Linked DNA regions of Gossypium hirsutum: region 2 is linked to region 1. A link is a contact called in public Hi-C data. All regions are on one chromosome and are shown on one strand. Each heading gives the region's core, a stretch centred on a gene start, on an enhancer-like site or on the middle of the called end of the contact. The rest is flanking DNA. Distances are from core to core; before and after follow the strand shown.

What was found. Hi-C and Micro-C count contacts between places; a contact is called where the count stands out from the background.
Region 2: a Hi-C map of leaf shows a contact between it and region 1, with 2.0 times the contacts expected there. The contact joins the promoter of LOC107942638 here to the promoter of LOC107958415 in region 1. A contact is called at or near these places in 4 of 34 Hi-C or Micro-C datasets (callus, leaf and petal).

Annotation. Positions count from the first base shown.
Region 1 is chrA05:14,494,104-14,499,114 of Gossypium_hirsutum_v2.1, forward strand. It overlaps LOC107958415 (potassium channel KAT1), which reads right to left and starts at 2,189. Exons shown (of 10, transcript XM_016894178.2): 1 at 1,241-2,189; 2 at 938-1,153; 3 at 648-803; 4 at 501-558; 5 at 88-405. The coding sequence starts at 1,419.
Region 2 is chrA05:14,647,311-14,652,327 of Gossypium_hirsutum_v2.1, forward strand. LOC107942638 (DNA replication licensing factor MCM3) reads right to left here and starts at 2,744. Exons shown (of 16, transcript XM_016876341.2): 1 at 2,586-2,744; 2 at 2,359-2,456; 3 at 2,043-2,251; 4 at 1,682-1,812; 5 at 1,364-1,602; 6 at 1,028-1,264; 7 at 684-838; 8 at 391-599; 9 at 134-299; 10 at 1-63. The coding sequence starts at 2,651. It overlaps LOC107942640 (3-oxoacyl-[acyl-carrier-protein] synthase I, chloroplastic), which reads right to left. Exons shown (of 7, transcript XM_016876344.2): 5 at 4,851-4,952; 6 at 4,380-4,446; 7 at 3,906-4,253. The coding sequence ends at 4,186. TRNAR-ACG (transfer RNA arginine (anticodon ACG)) reads left to right here and starts at 2,840; the gene lies at 2,840-2,912.

The DNA.
Region 1 (5,011 bases), core at 939-3,438:
CTTGTAGAACTTATTTTATATGTTCAGTTCCCCTGGCAGGTTAATAATGGATTTCTAACAGCCTGAAAGTTGAAAGGGGCAACTTACAAAATTACGGGTCCGGCTTGTCCAGTGAACTACCAGGTTAGTCATGTTCCCGATGAGGTAAGCTGTTAATCCCAAATTAAAGAACATGTAAAAGATATAAAACAGCATCTCTCTTGGATTCTCAGCATGCAAGTCTCCATAACCAGTGGTGGTGAGAGTTGTAATTGACCAGTAAATCGAAGTCACATATCTATCCCAGAGACTGTGCTGTTTGAAATTTGGGTACACTGTACCAATCCAGGTCCTGGAAGGATCAGGATATCTATCTGCAATCAGATAGTTAAAGCATCCAGCACAATGTACCGCAAACATGGTCACCTGAAATCAACCCAAGGAAAATAACCCTTTTTTTCAAATGACTGAAGGCAATATTTGTGATAGAGGGGAGACTAGAGGAAGTTTCAATGGCTTACAGAAATGAGCTTGGTGCACCGAGTCCAGAAGTAGTTGAACCGAATGTCTTTCTCAAGTCTGAAGGAAAGGGAAAGGAAATCAGTGAGTAAATATTTAAGCATTTGAAGAAAGGGAAAGGCATGGGTTGAATGAAACTGGTTATAGACCTTGCAAACAGGGAGCTGACACGTCTCAGACGCCAGAGTCTGAGCATGTTGAGTAGCCTGAGCCCAAGTTCACTGTCATGATCTGTGAACATGAGGCTGAGAGACTGAAATGGGGCAGTGGAACAGACATCGAAAGCAAGCCAGGTAGATATGTACCTAGATGTTGGATGGATCATTTAAAAGCTCATTACTAGTTCAAATAGTTGATGAGCATTTTGTTATTCTTAGTTGATATACACATATAAAAGAAGCCTTTGTATGTGATTGAATGCCGCAAAAATCTTATTTACCTGATGGCAATTTTCTTGGGATCATCAACAAGGAGATAAGATTGGCCATCTAGATATGCAACAAAGAAGGTGAGAATAATGTCAGCAGCAAAGAAGCCATTGACAATGTTATCAAAAATGAAAAGTGCATCATTCTTGTCAGTTAGGAATGCAAACTCGAATGGACAGATCCAGGCAGAGTAAATGACTAGAACAACCAGCCATATCTCCCAAGCCCTGTAATAAGGAATAGGACCATAAGGAGCAGCTTTTAAATATATTCAAAGAAATATTTTGAGAAAGCCATGTGTAAATGGTAATCACCTATAATGAGGGTTGAAAGGGGATATTATGTATGTACGTAGCTTGGTCGCATGGTTAATTCTAGCCCCAAGTGAGGGAATGAGGTCACTTGAGAAGCAACTGCCATGAATATCACTGTCCATACGAAATTCATCCATGCAGAACCGTTGGAAGAAGTTTTTCGTACAAGAAAATGACATGTTTATTTGTTTGAATTTCTCAAAGCTACACCTACAATGAAGTTTCTCTAATAAGCCTCCGGACAGGGTTAACTCTGAAAGGAATGGTTATATATATAGCAAACTTGTGACGGAGGACGTTGGATTGATTTCCCTTTTTATAACCTTGTAGGTTATCTCAATTTGCCCCGGACATGATTAAAGTGGACGTGCGAGCTTAAGCAGCTAATAGGTCACTAAGAAAGGAAGAAAAAGCAGAAAAAAAACAAGGGCAAATATTCCATATTTTTGGTACAAGAATGATGAAGGGTAAACAAGAAAAGCATGACAAGATGAAGGAGAAAGTGAAGGTAAATGGAAAGCAGTGAAAGTGGCAGACATGGGGGTTGCAGCAAAGATATTTTCAGAGGGAAAGGAAACGAGACAAGATAAAGAGAGGCTTGAATTGGATGTTTGAAAGGAATGGTGATTGGGGGGTTGAAATGGTGCGGCTAGTGATTGTGGGATTTCCACCATCAAACCATGTGCAGGCGTGTATGATATATAGGACGGATTTGAGTGAAAAAAATTTGGTGTTTACACTTCAGAATCCAGAGATGGTCCAGACGCAGACAGTCGTAGTAGAATGGGAAGGATGTCCTTATTTATGGATGCCACGTAGTCCAATCAGATCATTTGTTATAGGTATGCCACCTTTTCCTCCAAAGAAAATTCTATTTCAATACCATTCCATCCTCATCTCCTTCCTAGTAATAGCTGAAGTTGTTTGATTTAGCCACGCAATCAGTGAGGACCTTAAGCTTTAAAAATGCATATAATTCAACTGGCTCCTCACCCTCCACCGGTTGTCTCTCAGTCTCAATGCTTTTGAGTTTTGACCCTTCTCTTTCATGTTCAGCGTACGCATTATTATTACGTTGCCTTACCACTTTTTTTTCTTTTTCTTTTTATATTTGGTCTGTGTCTTTGATCATTTTGATTATAATTTGCATCTTTGCTTATTCCCTTCTAAATCTGACATATATATTCATCAGATTAAAAAGAACCTTTTGGCCTACTAAGAGCCATAGTTATATGTATATACCCATGGCTCGCCCTTAAATGATTGCATTCGACGTCACTTCCATTCTTGTTCTTCACGTTAATGCGTATCTAGTGTCAAAATTGTGGGGGGGGGGGGGAGAAAGACCAGCAGAGGACCAGTTATTTAAGACTATCACTGAGTATGCATGGAAAAAGACCCTAAAATTTTTTATAATACTAGTGGAAAACTAAGCATTGTAGAGGGGTCGAATGATTAAACATGGATAGTATAAAGCTGGAAAAAAGTTGACATTTATGTAAGATTGAAGATGTTAAGGAGGCTTGGGACCCAAAGAGGCCCCCCCTCATTGTGTCTGATATGTATAGTAAATGAATTTGGCAGATCCAACCATCCAATTAAAAACGCACTGGCCACTTGCCACTGACTTTTGAGAGGAACCTGAGCCCACCTCAGTTGTGCCCTTCCTCTTCTTTTGGGGTTTCCAGATGTAGGTTAGTGCAGTGATGTTGACCCTCTCTCTTTCTTCAATCTTTCAACATTTGCAGAAATAAGAAATGTGTGAAGCATGAATTGGGCAAATAGTGTTTGATGGGTTTTTGTTAAATCAGTGCCTTCAGATTTTTTTTAAGCCGTTTATTTTAATACCTAAAAGGTGGATTGAAACCTAAAACTTTATTTGTGTTTTTGAGATGTTTATCAGAAATTGACATTTTCTTAGGCACGTGAGAAAAATATTTATTGCTGATGTTAGTTGAGGAAGTAAAGGAGGGAAACTACGAAGGAGAATGCTTGGAGAATGGCATAGGTTCACACCGTGTAAAGTCCATGAGATGCTTTATGCAATGTTGTTAACACATGTACTAGTGTGTATATCTTGTTAACCCATGAGAATGGCTAGGCAATAGGATCTGGCAACCATTGTCTATCACCAAAAAAATCCACACCATCTCCATCACTCTTATGCTATTTAGGCTTCTTCCTTCTAAGTAGTGAAGAAAAACATTTCTCATCATCATTATTCCTTCAATAGTTAAGAGACAACCCCACGGATGCCTCCTATATTGCTTCTTTGCAGCATTGCTCTCTAAGATGGGAACTCTTTAGCACAACTTAGTAGCTGGCAAGACCCACTAAATAGGAAATTCAAACTCTCCAACCTTTAGCCATACGAACACAAGGTTCCGCCTATCTAAACGTTGGTTACTTGAGACAACTTTGCTCAAGAAGGGCTCATTCTGAGCATGCGCTTTAAAATACGCCATACCACGTTGATATGGTTACACTCTAAGAGAAAATAGAAATATTCTTTTAAATGCTTCTAACGATGGCTACTCATCCCACCTTCCACAATTTATATATAAGGCCACCAATGCCCACCATGCATGTCCTGCAAACTTCTCAAGGGAAATGTGATACACATTTAACATGCTAACAAATAATGAGTGTATAGGTAAGTAGAATTTGCGTTTGAATATGATTATTCAAGAATATATCTATTATATGTTTATTATTAAAAGATGTGATTATTTATTTAGATAGTTGTGTTCCTCTAGAGAGACATTAGAACTCTTATAAATAAGAACTAAATTTCATTTGCCCACACCAGAAATCATATAAAAAATATTTTTTTATTCTCTCACCAGCTTTTATATTTATAGAAATAAATATAGTAGAATTTTTATAATATAAATTGCTAATATATCAATATATGTGTAAAATTATACAAATAAGACGAGCAATGTTTGTGATGTCTAGCTTATTTTTTTTCTTGCATTTTATATAATAAAACAAAAATATCTTTAAAATAATAAATATTTTTTGTTAAAATAAGGAGTTTTGAGAATTTAACAATTGAGTTGGACTCGGTTATAAGTGACACCATCTCAATCAAAATTTTTAAATATAGTAAGTATAGATATACAATGTGGTGAAACAATTTGTATAATAAAAAGTGAAATGTATGAAAATGTTAATAAATCTTTGATTGAAGTAGTAAAAAAAAAGATTTTACAACCAACAAATAGTTGGAAGAAGTAGAAGTGGACTTATCCCTCAAGCATTTAGACTAAATTTGAAAGTCAACATTATTGGAAGGGTTTTACTTGAATATCACCTCTTATTCAAACAGAACTATTTACAAACCATAAAACAAACAAGGACATCTATGGTTAAACCAAAAATTTATTTTTGTAGATGTTAGCGCATGAATTCAAATATCAATATTTATAAATTTCTTATTATTTTTTGAAAAAAAAAGACAAAAGTAGTCTTATAATAATATGACTTATGTAAAATATGTAAAAGTAATTTAATATTTTTTTACTAAATTAATTTCAAATTAATTTGTGACACTAACGCATACTTAAATAAAAATATATTTATTACGATTGATATATATATATGTTAATTACAATTCTGGGTCAAAATTAAAGACACCTAACGTCCTTGGTATTAGTTAAACAGTTTCTTTCGCTTTAAAGGATGTTTAGGTGGAGCTGTGGTCAGCCATTGATTTTGCGTTGTTTGGGGGTATTTGCGTCTGCGCTGCTCGAAATACTTAATCAAGTT
Region 2 (5,017 bases), core at 1,494-3,993, 150 kb after region 1:
ATGAGTCGGTGTCAGCTTCATCTTCTCTTCCATATCTTGAACTTCCATCAAGAGCTGCCTCACCTGCATCATTAACTACCTTAGTAGGTACATGTGCCACAGTCTTAGGAACACAAGAAAACTCTTTGCCTACCTCCATCAATAGCAGAGCGAAACCGATGCATTCTCAAGACATGCTCAGAGATGTGACGATCAATATCAGCATCCATTTGATCCAATACAATAAACAGCAGATCGAAACGAGAAAGCAAAGAGTCTGGAAGTCCAATGTTCTTTGTTGGAGTCAACGAACGATCATACTGCATATTGAACCGATAACTAGTATAAACTCAAGATGTACATCCTTTCTAGCAGAGTGAAAATGCATCTTAGCAACCAATATACGCTTACAGTTCCATATATAGGGTTTGCAGCAGCCACTACACTGCACCGAGCATTCAATGATGCATGGATACCAGCTTTGGCGATAGTTACAGTCTGCTGCTCCATGACTTCATGTATCGCAACACGATCTTGATCATTCATCTTGTCAAACTCATCAATGCATACAACACCTCTATCACCAAGGACCATAGCACCTGCTTCCAGTCTTCTTTCTCCTGAACACAGAGATGTTTAATTTCATCAAAAGCACCAAAATTTGGACTATAAGCAGCAAGGCTATAACAATTGAAATGCTTTACCTGTTTCTTGGTCGGAGGTAACAGCAGCTGTCAAACCAACACCGGAAGAACCTCTACCGGTGGTTGAAATAGCCAATGGTGCAATGTTCATGATTGCTCTTAAAAGTTGGGATTTTGCAACAGATGGATCTCCAACCATCATCATGTTAATGTCCCTGAAAAAGAGCAAGACTTTAGCTTATTTTTAGCGTTTACCTAATCTTAAGACATAGTGGTAAAGCTGCATAAAGCATACAATCAGAAAAATCAAGATGCAGTTGAAAGGAAGGAATAACAATCAGTTGGGCAACTATTTATCAGATATATAACTTCAAAGATACTTAAATAGTAAGAGAACAACTAACCCTCTTAAATGAGTGCCATTCTTCAAATTCTTTTCCACTCCACCAAGCATTAGTAAAACCACAGCTTTCTTTATCCACGAATGCCCATATATTGAAGGTGCAAGGGAGTTACCAAGCAGGTCAAATGTGTCATCTCTCTCTGCTATCTTCTTAATATTTTTCAGGTCCTCTGGGCTGTAGATAGGTGCATTAGCCTCTTTGTTGAGCAGAGAGACATTATTAGCTATAAGAACAGTCCTGCATTGAAAAAATTACTCATTCAGGATTTGCATATTGGAAAAACCGAGTTATAATGATAAAAAATTACTTCCAAATGATGCACTACATATGTGATACCTGAAAACACCGTTCACACTGCCCTTACTTTTTCCTGGAAGAGCTTTATATATCCCTACAATAGCCACACGATCTCCAGGCTTGCATGAATCAACCAGGTCATCCTCAACTATGACATCAACGGTTCGAGGAAGCTGACCAGGAGCAGCATTTTCAGGTACTTCTTGAATCGACAAGGTCTGGTGATCTTTATATTGGCACAAACCATATTCAGTCACCAATAAGTTTCCATTTTCATCCTGAAAGAATATTCCCCATTAGACAATGCTTAATCCAATACCCATACAGATATGAGGAGATCTAGACAATGGAAATTACCCTGGTAGGATACACGGATCCGGTTGGCAAACCATTGTTGGAGGTGATGTCTCGATATTCCCTAACGGTGAAGTTTTCAGTGGCAGGACAAAAGTGAACACTTTTAACAACCTTCGGTCTTACCAGAGAACCTAAATTGAGATAGGATCATGTTAATACAAAGCAAAACAAAGAAAAATCATTAATAAGCATTTAGCGAATTTTCAATACCCAAACTAATCAGTTTTCAAAGCACGTGCCTCCTTTTAACAAAATCCTAGATTCAACTTTTAGCACATTATATGAACAAACAAATAATAGTGTAGTTATGCTTCAACTTGAAAGGAAACAAAAAGAGCGGAGTATTCGAGAATAACGATACATTTGGTAACAATGCCAACGACGCAGACCATGGAGCCAATAAATTCGGAAAGGAGCTCTCTGGGTGTGACGCGACGAGAAACGAAAGGACCTTCAAATCCCACATGAACTATTTCCCCTTCTTTCAAGTACTTTGGGTCAATACTTTTAGCAGCTTCAGTCACCGCATCGAAAAAAGGTTGCATATATTCACTCGGATTCTTCAGAATCCTAAAAACTCAAAACAATGAACAAAAAAACCAAATCAGTTTAAACAAACCAACGCTTAAAATGATGAAGAGAAAAAGAAAAGAAAGTTATGGGAGAAGAGAGCGAACCTAGTAGCCAAGTTGTTAAAAGAGTGTAGATCGGAGATGTTGACGATGAGACGGCGACGCTTGTGATTTATCATTGCCTTGATTTCATCTTGGTAAATCTGATCGAACAAACAAACAAACAAACAAACAAAAATGAAACCGTTATTAAAATTGATAGCGTTTAAAAAAAAAAACAGAAAACGAATAGAAGAGAAGGGAATAGAAGAGAAGGGAATGGGGGAAAGTACATCTTGAGACAGGAATTGGCTGATATCTTTCTTCCTATCAGCATAATCTTGAGCTCCCAACTCCATTTTTTTTTTCCTTCTCACTGTACTACAGTATTGACACCAAAGTGCTAATTCGATGAGCTTCTTTTCCTTTTTCTTCCTCAGCCCTAGACCCTGGTTTTGGCGGGAACAAGTGAGATGATGGCTGTTTTGGCGGGAATTGAGTCAATGTATATATATTATAAATATTGTGCGAAGCGTACAACAACTAAGACTCCATGGCCCAATGGATAAGGCGCTGGTCTACGGAACCAGAGATTCTGGGTTCGATCCCCAGTGGAGTCGGATTTGCTTTGCTTTTTTTATTTTGATTTTTGGTATTGTAATCCAAAATAAATATTGGGCTCCCATAAAACCCATCTGTTATGAAAATCCCGAGCCAGAGGGCCTAATGTTATTTCGCTGATTACTATTTGGATGAGTTGGATTGAATCAAATAAAAATATATAAAATAATTGAGTTAATAAGTCTTATTTTATTATAGGATAAATTTAAATTATTAATTAATTTATTTAGGTCTCAAAATTATTATTTTAGACAAAAATTTAAAATTTTAACTATCTTTATATATTCTCTAGATTTTTTAAATTTTTATATATTTTCTAAAAAAATACAAATTTTAGAATTTTTATAAATATTTAAATTTTATTTTTTATTTTGATTGAGAGAAACTAATTTACTCATTTTGAAAATCGACAGTAACCAAAAAACATTTACACTAATCTGTCATTTGACTCAAACAATTCAAAATATAAAATATTTTTCTTAAAGTGAATTTTGCTCACCCCTAATTATTATTATTATTATTATTATGAACTATCACCTCAAATATGTAGTGATTAATCATATCTAGTTATTTATTGAACTTCACAACCATTCCGACATTAAAAAAAAAGAAAAAAAAGAGAGAGAGAGAGATTAAACTCAACCATAAATTACATTGAATATGTTTCAATTTAATTTAACACCAGTAAAGGTCGATTGTGCATTAAATTATAGTGTTAGTGCTTTTGCAGAGATTTGGGGTTCAAATGCTGTCGAGGGAAAAAAAAAATCGGACGATGGTCTGCGAAGAGATGCAAGAGGGATGTTAAGGAGTCTTTGGTCTAGTAAGGAGGTAAAAGGAGGAAGATCCCTCCCCAAGGTTAAAGGGCTTAACTTAGATCGGTCACTTAAAGCAGCACAGACAGAGAGGTTCTGTTTAGGCGGGAATTACCCAATAGTATATAAATCCAATCAAAGTAGTAATGAAGACCAACCCAGTTCACATGATACGTATTTAAAACAGAACAAAATCTCTCCTTCATTAATTGCCTCATCAAATATAGTCGTGTTGGTGTTGAAAATATACGAGTTCACCAATTCCTAGGCTAAAGCTAGAATTCAACTCAAAATCATTCCAACAATGACAAAATCACAAATTGGCTCTCACGAAAAGTTACACAAGGATTGAAGCAGCCTCCACATCCACAAACAAATGCCTGACTCGCTCTTTTAAGGATCAATATTCTCTATCATCATCTTTCCTAACAAATGCAGAACATGTAGTAACAGACTTTCATGGCTTGAAGGCTGAAAATGCCACAACCGAGTTGTGTCCTCCAAATCCAAATGAATTTGAGATTGCTGAATCCACAAGAACAAGTCGATTAGAATTACAGAACACACAGGTTCTGGATGATCCGGATCTATCAAAATGTAAGTATATAGACAGGGATGGTGTGCTTCCCAAGAAAGGATAAAGAGTCTTACCAACATTAACCTCGTGCTGCTGCTTTTTGTTGGCAACAGTGTCAAACTCAACTGATGGCTCTGGATTCTGCATTCAAAAAATTTAGCACTTCAAGGTATCTAAAGAGATCTAGCATTTAAACATGAAGTAGAGGAAAGAACCAAATATATTTTAAACACTCCCAAAATGTTCTTTTCCAAGTTGTAGTAAAAAAATATTGAGTTACCAAAAAGGGGTACCATAAATAAACATAAAAATTTGAAAAAACAAAACAGAGTTCAGGCGGGGTTTGGTCCCCATTAAATCAAATATTCGAGACTTGGTAGACAATTTGAAGAAAAATAAGTAATGGGGAATTACTGTAAATAAAAGTTTTAAAGAAAAAGGAAAACCAATATATGACCAAGACTCGCACATACTATCTTAAGTTAGTTTTAATAATACTCTTTACAGAACAAACAAGGTGCATTAAACAGGAAACTGGCACATACAAATTGGTTTATGGAGGGATGCAGCCATCCCGTGGTAATGGCTTTCACACTGGCAATGGCTTCTAAACCGCCCGCTGCACCCAGACAGTGCCCTATCATCGACTGAAACAAAAATCAAAGCATTTAACCAACAGCAAAAGCGTAACATCACAGCATGGTAATCTCAA